Linked DNA regions of Gossypium hirsutum: region 1 is linked to region 2. A link is a contact called in public Hi-C data. All regions are on one chromosome and are shown on one strand. The core of a region is the stretch at or near the end of the contact, and the rest is flanking DNA. Distances in the headings are between cores, read along the strand shown. Region 1 holds the start of LOC121228212 (leucine-rich repeat extensin-like protein 5). Region 2 holds the start of LOC107943755 (probable serine/threonine-protein kinase At1g54610).

Region 1 (2,980 bases), core at 201-2,700, 170 kb before region 2:
CTTCTCCCCCGTTTTTCTTTTCTACCTTGATTTCTTAATGAAAAGCGATTGGCAGGCAATCCCACATCGACAATTGAATAGAGTTTACAAAGCGCTGAACTTTATAAATATGAATCAAGATGCAACTGATGAACATACTTACCTGGACGGGGTCAATGAGCGATCAATAAGGTTCATGGCCTAGGGTAGTGACCTCCATTGCACTTGGGAGGGGTGCTGCTTTAAGGTCTCCCCAAGTGGGAGAGCCTACGTCATAATTTGTGGCAGCGGGAGCCTGCGTTCGCGCGGCCCCTACCATCTTCAGTTTCAAGTCTTTCTACATTATCTCTATTAATTGATTCTATCAAGGAACTACCTGATCTGGGATTAGTTGAATGGTTGCCAATCATGAATCCCCTGCAATATAGGCAAAAGTGCTTGTCGTTATGGTTTAGTTGTAGGCATGATGCACTAAGCAAATGTATAAAGGTGCACCGGGTTCTAATTTCTCAATTTCCTAGCTTTAATTTGGTTTGGTAGTCAAGATGTTTGCTGTCGCAAATAAAAATCAACCTCAGCTCTTCCAAATACAAATACGTCAACTTACTAGTGACACATATGTTAAAAGGCCACACAACAAATCTTTTCAACTAAATGATTACTTGATTAGTCTGGAAAAAATGAAACGAGACCCACATCAGACACAAAAACAAAAAGAAGTGCGACATATGGAGTTACCAATCAAATGGAAAAGGTTTTAAGCAACTGGTATACATCAGCTCAACCTTCGTGGTATTTATTTCACTAAATCATGGACCTCATTTACTAATGACATGCTTAACATGTAGAATTTTTTTATACATTTTGCAAAGGTAGGTGCCGAGCTTCTGTTATGTATGATAAATGTGTAATTTTATCAAATCTATTCAAGTCTAATCTTTATATGATCACAAGATTCATCAATCTAATTGTTGTTTTACTAAAAGATTATCTTGGCCTTTATCAAATAACAAATTTTAAAAGTAGTTGTGACTATCCTTGCATAAATATTCCTCCATCATCATTAGAGGCAGAACCATATCTTTATGCCAAAACTCTGTTGAACTGCCTATGTAAAATCGACTCTTGACATGATCACATTTTCTTCACCATCTAATCTGTCATTTTCTCCTTTTTGTTTTTGTCTCAATAATAGATATATATATGATATATACATGAAATTCTTAATTCGTTTGGTGAGTAATAGTCGTTGGAGTAGGAAGCAAGACTAGAAAGAAAAAAATTAATTTATAATATGAGAAATAAATAGAAAAAATAAAAAACAAATAGCTAATGAAGCATCATCATATAAGACAATTCCAAAAGATAATATGAGATAAGAATGACTGTTGACAATAGAAAAAGAAAACAAAAAGGGGTAATCATATATTTGGATATCATTCGTGTTTCAACAATTTAATAATATATTATAAAATAATTATGGTTTAGGTAATATATTTATATACGCGTGTTGAAAGGCGCGAGATCCAAATAATAAATGTGGAAACAAAAGGAAGGATCATATCATCATCCTCCACCTTTTATCAAAGCCCAAAATCACCCATTTTTAAAACGTTTTCTCAACTCTTCCACCCTTTACATCAAATTCAACTCATCCTTCAAAGAAATTTCCTTCCTTTTTCTTTCCTTTCTATACAAGTTAGTTCAAGCTTCAATCCCAATCTTTGTTTTTTTCTTTTTTCTATCCTTTTCTGTTTACGGGGTATAAATAAAGGGTGCAAAAATCTTGATTTTATTTCCCTCTTCCGAGAAACACTAATTTTACTGTTTCGATCTGTGGAAAGTTTTCAGTTTTTCTTTTTCAGGAGAATATGGCATCTGGGTTATCGGGTCGGGGCAACTCGAGTGGTTCCAAAGGGTTCGATTTTGGGTCCGATGATATTCTTTGCTCGTATGAGGACTACGGGAACCAGGAATCGTCAAATGGTAGCCACGCCGAAGCTGCACTCGGTACCAGTACCACCAGCTCTTCCACGGTATATATTGTTGCTATTTTTTTTTTAATTTGTAGGGTTTTCTTTCTTTTTTTTTGGGAGGGGGTTTTGATCTGATTAGGGTTTTATCGACAGGGTTGATTTTGAAAAAGAGAAAGGCTTAACAATGTAAAAATGCTTCGTTTTGTGACATTTTTTTTTAAATTTGGTTAACTGTTTGATCGATAGTTGACTTTAAAATAGCACAGATTAGAACATTTTATCTTGATTTGGGGTGTAAGTATGAGAAAACGTATAGGCTTGTATTGAAAATAATTGTAACCAAAAGGAAGATTTGAGTGTATAGATGTGAACTTCCATATTCTCTAATTTTTCCCCTTCTATGGCTGGAGCTATTTTCTTTCTCTTTTTTATTTTTTGTGGGTTTTTTTGGTCATTTGATAATAAATTATATGTGCGTATAGATATATATCGCTGGACCCCTTTTTTAAGAGGACAATAAATTAGTGGTTCTTTTGCATTGCTTACACCCTTTCTATAAAAAAAATTACAAATTGTTTCCCTATTGCAGGGAGTAACACCTGAAGTTCAGTCTTCAATGGAGTGGAGAAAAACTTTATTGTACTTAGTGATGTATATTATAAGTTATATCACATTTTGTGGTATATGTGTAGCATTTTTTTGTTTGAGTTTTTTTTTATTCAAATAAAACCTTAATCACATGCTACATTCATGAAAAATCAGCAATGGATATGTGTGTTTTGTAGCTGTCGGTGGAGAGGGAGCTTAAGTCCATTATTTTGTGTTTTTATTGCCCATAGTATATATCTTTATTGCATTTCAATCCTGGATCATAAGCATTTGCCTAGACAAAAAATGACCAAACCTAGAAAGGTGACATGTAGTTCTTGGTCCTAAGCATTTGTCATTGTAGTTCCCTAGAGAAACAATGACTAAATCTGGGACAGGTCACATGCAGATGCAGTTTCATGGGAGTTCCACAAACT
Region 2 (3,352 bases), core at 272-2,771:
ATTTTTTAAAAATAGTTTTAAAATTTTTCTAAATTTTTAAATTTTAATAAATTAATTAAATGCCGACGTGTCATTTACGTTGCAATTCACATATATGCAACATCAACAAAGTTAGAAAACATTAACTTTTTCATTCATTTTGTGGTGATTTAACAAAAAATCACAAGTTTTTGAAGGGTTAAAATAGACTAAAAAAATTAAATAAAATTCTAAAATAATTTTTTTTGTAAAGTTAGAGGTTTAAATAAGTTATTGTGTCATTTACTTTTAATATATATTTAAAATTATACTAACATTTTAACATTTTCTTTATTCATAAAATCTATTAATATAAAATAATGTTGATACATGATTTGGTGTTGATAGTTGTGGGTATACAAGAGTAAGGGTGGCAAAAAAATTTGAATTTGATGGATTTCGACTCAACCTAATTTGTTAGGAATAGAATTTTTTTTTTGAAAAATTAGATGCAGAGTGAGTTAAGTCGAGTGAAATTAGAAAAAAAAATTATGTCAAGTTTTGAGGGAAATCCACTCTATCTTATTTTGGGATATTTATAAAAATGCCTTTATATATACATATATTAAGTTTTTATTTTTAATAAATAAATATATAAATAAAAAATATATATTAATTTTTAAGTCTAAACTTAAAAAATTAATCTTACTTACTTTAAAATAAAATAAAATAAAATAAAATAATTAAATTAAATTTAAGTCGAGTTGGGTCGGGTCTTCTATTAATTTTTGAGTCAGGTTTGGGGTAAAATATTTTTTAAAAGAATGAGGCGGATTCATCAACCTTTGAATTGAAATTGGTGCAGGCAAAAATTCACCTAATCTCGACCTGTTGCCTTCCCTACACAAGAGGGTGTGAAGAGCCATTTAGAGTGGTTTAGGTGAGAGAGTAGTGGAGTGGAGAGACTAAGAGGGGTTTAGTACAGTTTTGGTAAATAAGTGAATAGCTTATGGGTTTAATATGGGTATGGGTGTCCCAATGCGTCTAGATGGTAAGTAGAAGTGGTAGCTGAGTTAAGGTGTATGGATGTGATTGAAGTCTTGTCATGCAGTCCTAGAATTGTCTAAATAATTTTGAGCTTATTGAGTTTTATTATAAGTTAAATGATAATTTACGTGTTAAATATTTAAGATGTAATGTCGTGATCTGATCTTTATGTTTATACAATTATTAAAAAAGATTATTTTCAAAAGAATTGGATTAACATAATTATTTTTATGAGATCTCATAACCAAAGGGTTACATATAATAAATAACTTAAAGAAAACAATTTGAGATATTCTAATCGTTTACAAACAAGAGTTAGGGTTAAAATAAAAGGAAAATGGGAACTACCCAAAGGCCGAAATAAAGAGAAATATAAAGAGAATCACGGATATTGGGATATTTCACAAGGTCAAAAATGGTTTCGAGTGTGAATAAATTAGTGGTAGGCCTAGGCCTGCCCTAATACATTATTATTATTATTAAATAAGAAAAAAAAAAAACCAGACATACACAGTATAGTTGTCAAATCTTAACGCGTTAAATGCAACAATGCAACATTCATTCAAACACCCCTCCACTTCAGCCCACCCAAAGGCAAAAAAAAAAAAAAAACCTCCTTTCCTTTTTTTTGTTTTTCCTTTGTTGAATCCAAAATCTACTTTCTTAACACGTTTGTGCCTACGCGTTTATTCCCCCCCCCCCAAAAAAAATAAAAAATAAAAAATCCAAGACCAGCAATAATAGTTTCCTTCGCGATTAGTTAAAGTTTCTCTATTTCATTTGTTTCCCAGATTGTCAGTTGCTTTGAATTTCTTCTGGTTTTCTTTTTTATTGTTTCTTTCTCTGTTTTCTGATGCCCCGATATTGACGTTTACTTGTGGGATACTCTGATTTGGAAAAATTTGGGTCTTGGTGGGTGACTTTGAATTGTTCAAAAAGGATTGAAAGATAAAAGCTTTTCGATTGGTGTCGGTCTTGCAGTCCAAAATTCTTCAACTTTGGGTGTATTTGATGGATTGGATTTCTCTTAGAGTTAGCAAATTTTATTGTTAAAGTAGGTTATTTGTTGTTTAGGCGATTGTAATTTCTGTACATATAGAAACATGGGTTGTATGAGTTCCAAGTCTGCGGCTGTCGAAGATAGTCGTGAGAATCACAAAGAGAAGCTGAGGCGAAAAGGGTCGTTGGATAAGCTTGTTCCACGAGCCGATTCGTCAAGAAGAGAGGATAGTGTTGGATCAAAGGATAAATACGATGGTGGTGATGTGAAAGTGTTGTTGATTGATAAAAAAACCAGTGGTTCCAATCGTTATTGTTATAATGATCGAGCTGAGAAGGAGAGGATTATTGATAAGTTCGAGGTGATTGAGACAATTAATAAGGTGGAGAACTGTGAGGTTGCAAATACAATTACTGTTGGTCATCATCATCTTCATCCTGGTTCAGGAAGGGTGTTGAATAGTATAAAAGGTGAACAGGTTGCAGCAGGGTGGCCTTCTTGGCTTGTTGCTGTGGCTAGTGATGCTCTCAAGGGATGGATACCCCGACGGGCCAACACCTTCGAAAAGTTGGATAAAGTAGGTTTTGATCCTCTTTTTACTCTTTTTTTTTTTTTGAATCTTGATCCATGTTCATCATGTCTAATGAACAACTGGCTAATGATGCTTTACATTTTCTCATTAGCTTGCCTAGTTGAATATTCAATTTGACCTGAGTAATTAGTTCCAACAAGCAAAGGCCCTTTTGTTTTTTGGTGAACAATGAAGAAGATCTAGTCTGATAGTTGGCCCTTTTTATCAAGACATGTCTTTGAAGATATTGTATTATGGAGGAGGGTCCATAGTGATTTAGTTTGTCAGAGAAACTCATCTTAATATATGAATTCCATTTCCCATGTTGATATTCTCATTTTCCTTCATTTGGTTTTTTTGTATGATAGTAGTTCATTCTTGCAGATTGGCCAAGGAACTTATAGTAGTGTGTACAAGGCACGTGATGTCGTTCATAATAAACTCGTGGCTTTGAAAAAAGTGCGGTTTGATAATCATGACCCTGAGAGTGTGAAGTTTATGGCAAGGGAGATTAATCTCTTACGAAGACTCAATCATCCAAATGTTATAAAATTGGAAGGCTTGATCACATCCCATACGTCATGCAGCTTATACCTTGTTTTCGAATATATGGAACATGATCTTGTGGGACTTGCATCTCTTCCTGGAATCAAGTTTTCCGAGCCTCAGGTAATCTTAAAATGGTTTTATTAGTTATTTCTTGCTGCTGTTCAATAGTGTCTCTTAATGGAGCAGTATCAAGATGCAACATGGTGCCACAGTCACCTAAACGCCTT

The links. A called contact is a pair of places that touch in the nucleus more often than the background predicts.
Region 1: a Hi-C map of leaf shows a contact between it and region 2, with 1.7 times the contacts expected there. The contact joins the promoter of LOC121228212 here to the promoter of LOC107943755 in region 2. A contact is called at or near these places in 2 of 34 Hi-C or Micro-C datasets (hypocotyl and leaf).

Annotation. Positions count from the first base shown.
Region 1 is chrA04:81,977,822-81,980,801 of Gossypium_hirsutum_v2.1, reverse strand. It overlaps LOC121228212 (leucine-rich repeat extensin-like protein 5), which reads left to right and starts at 1,450. Exons shown (of 3, transcript XM_041111515.1): 1 at 1,450-2,015. The coding sequence starts at 1,851. LOC121228431 (U1 spliceosomal RNA) reads left to right here and starts at 135; the gene lies at 135-295.
Region 2 is chrA04:81,811,325-81,814,676 of Gossypium_hirsutum_v2.1, reverse strand. It overlaps LOC107943755 (probable serine/threonine-protein kinase At1g54610), which reads left to right and starts at 1,521. Exons shown (of 8, transcript XM_016877548.2): 1 at 1,521-2,582; 2 at 2,945-3,245. The coding sequence starts at 2,527.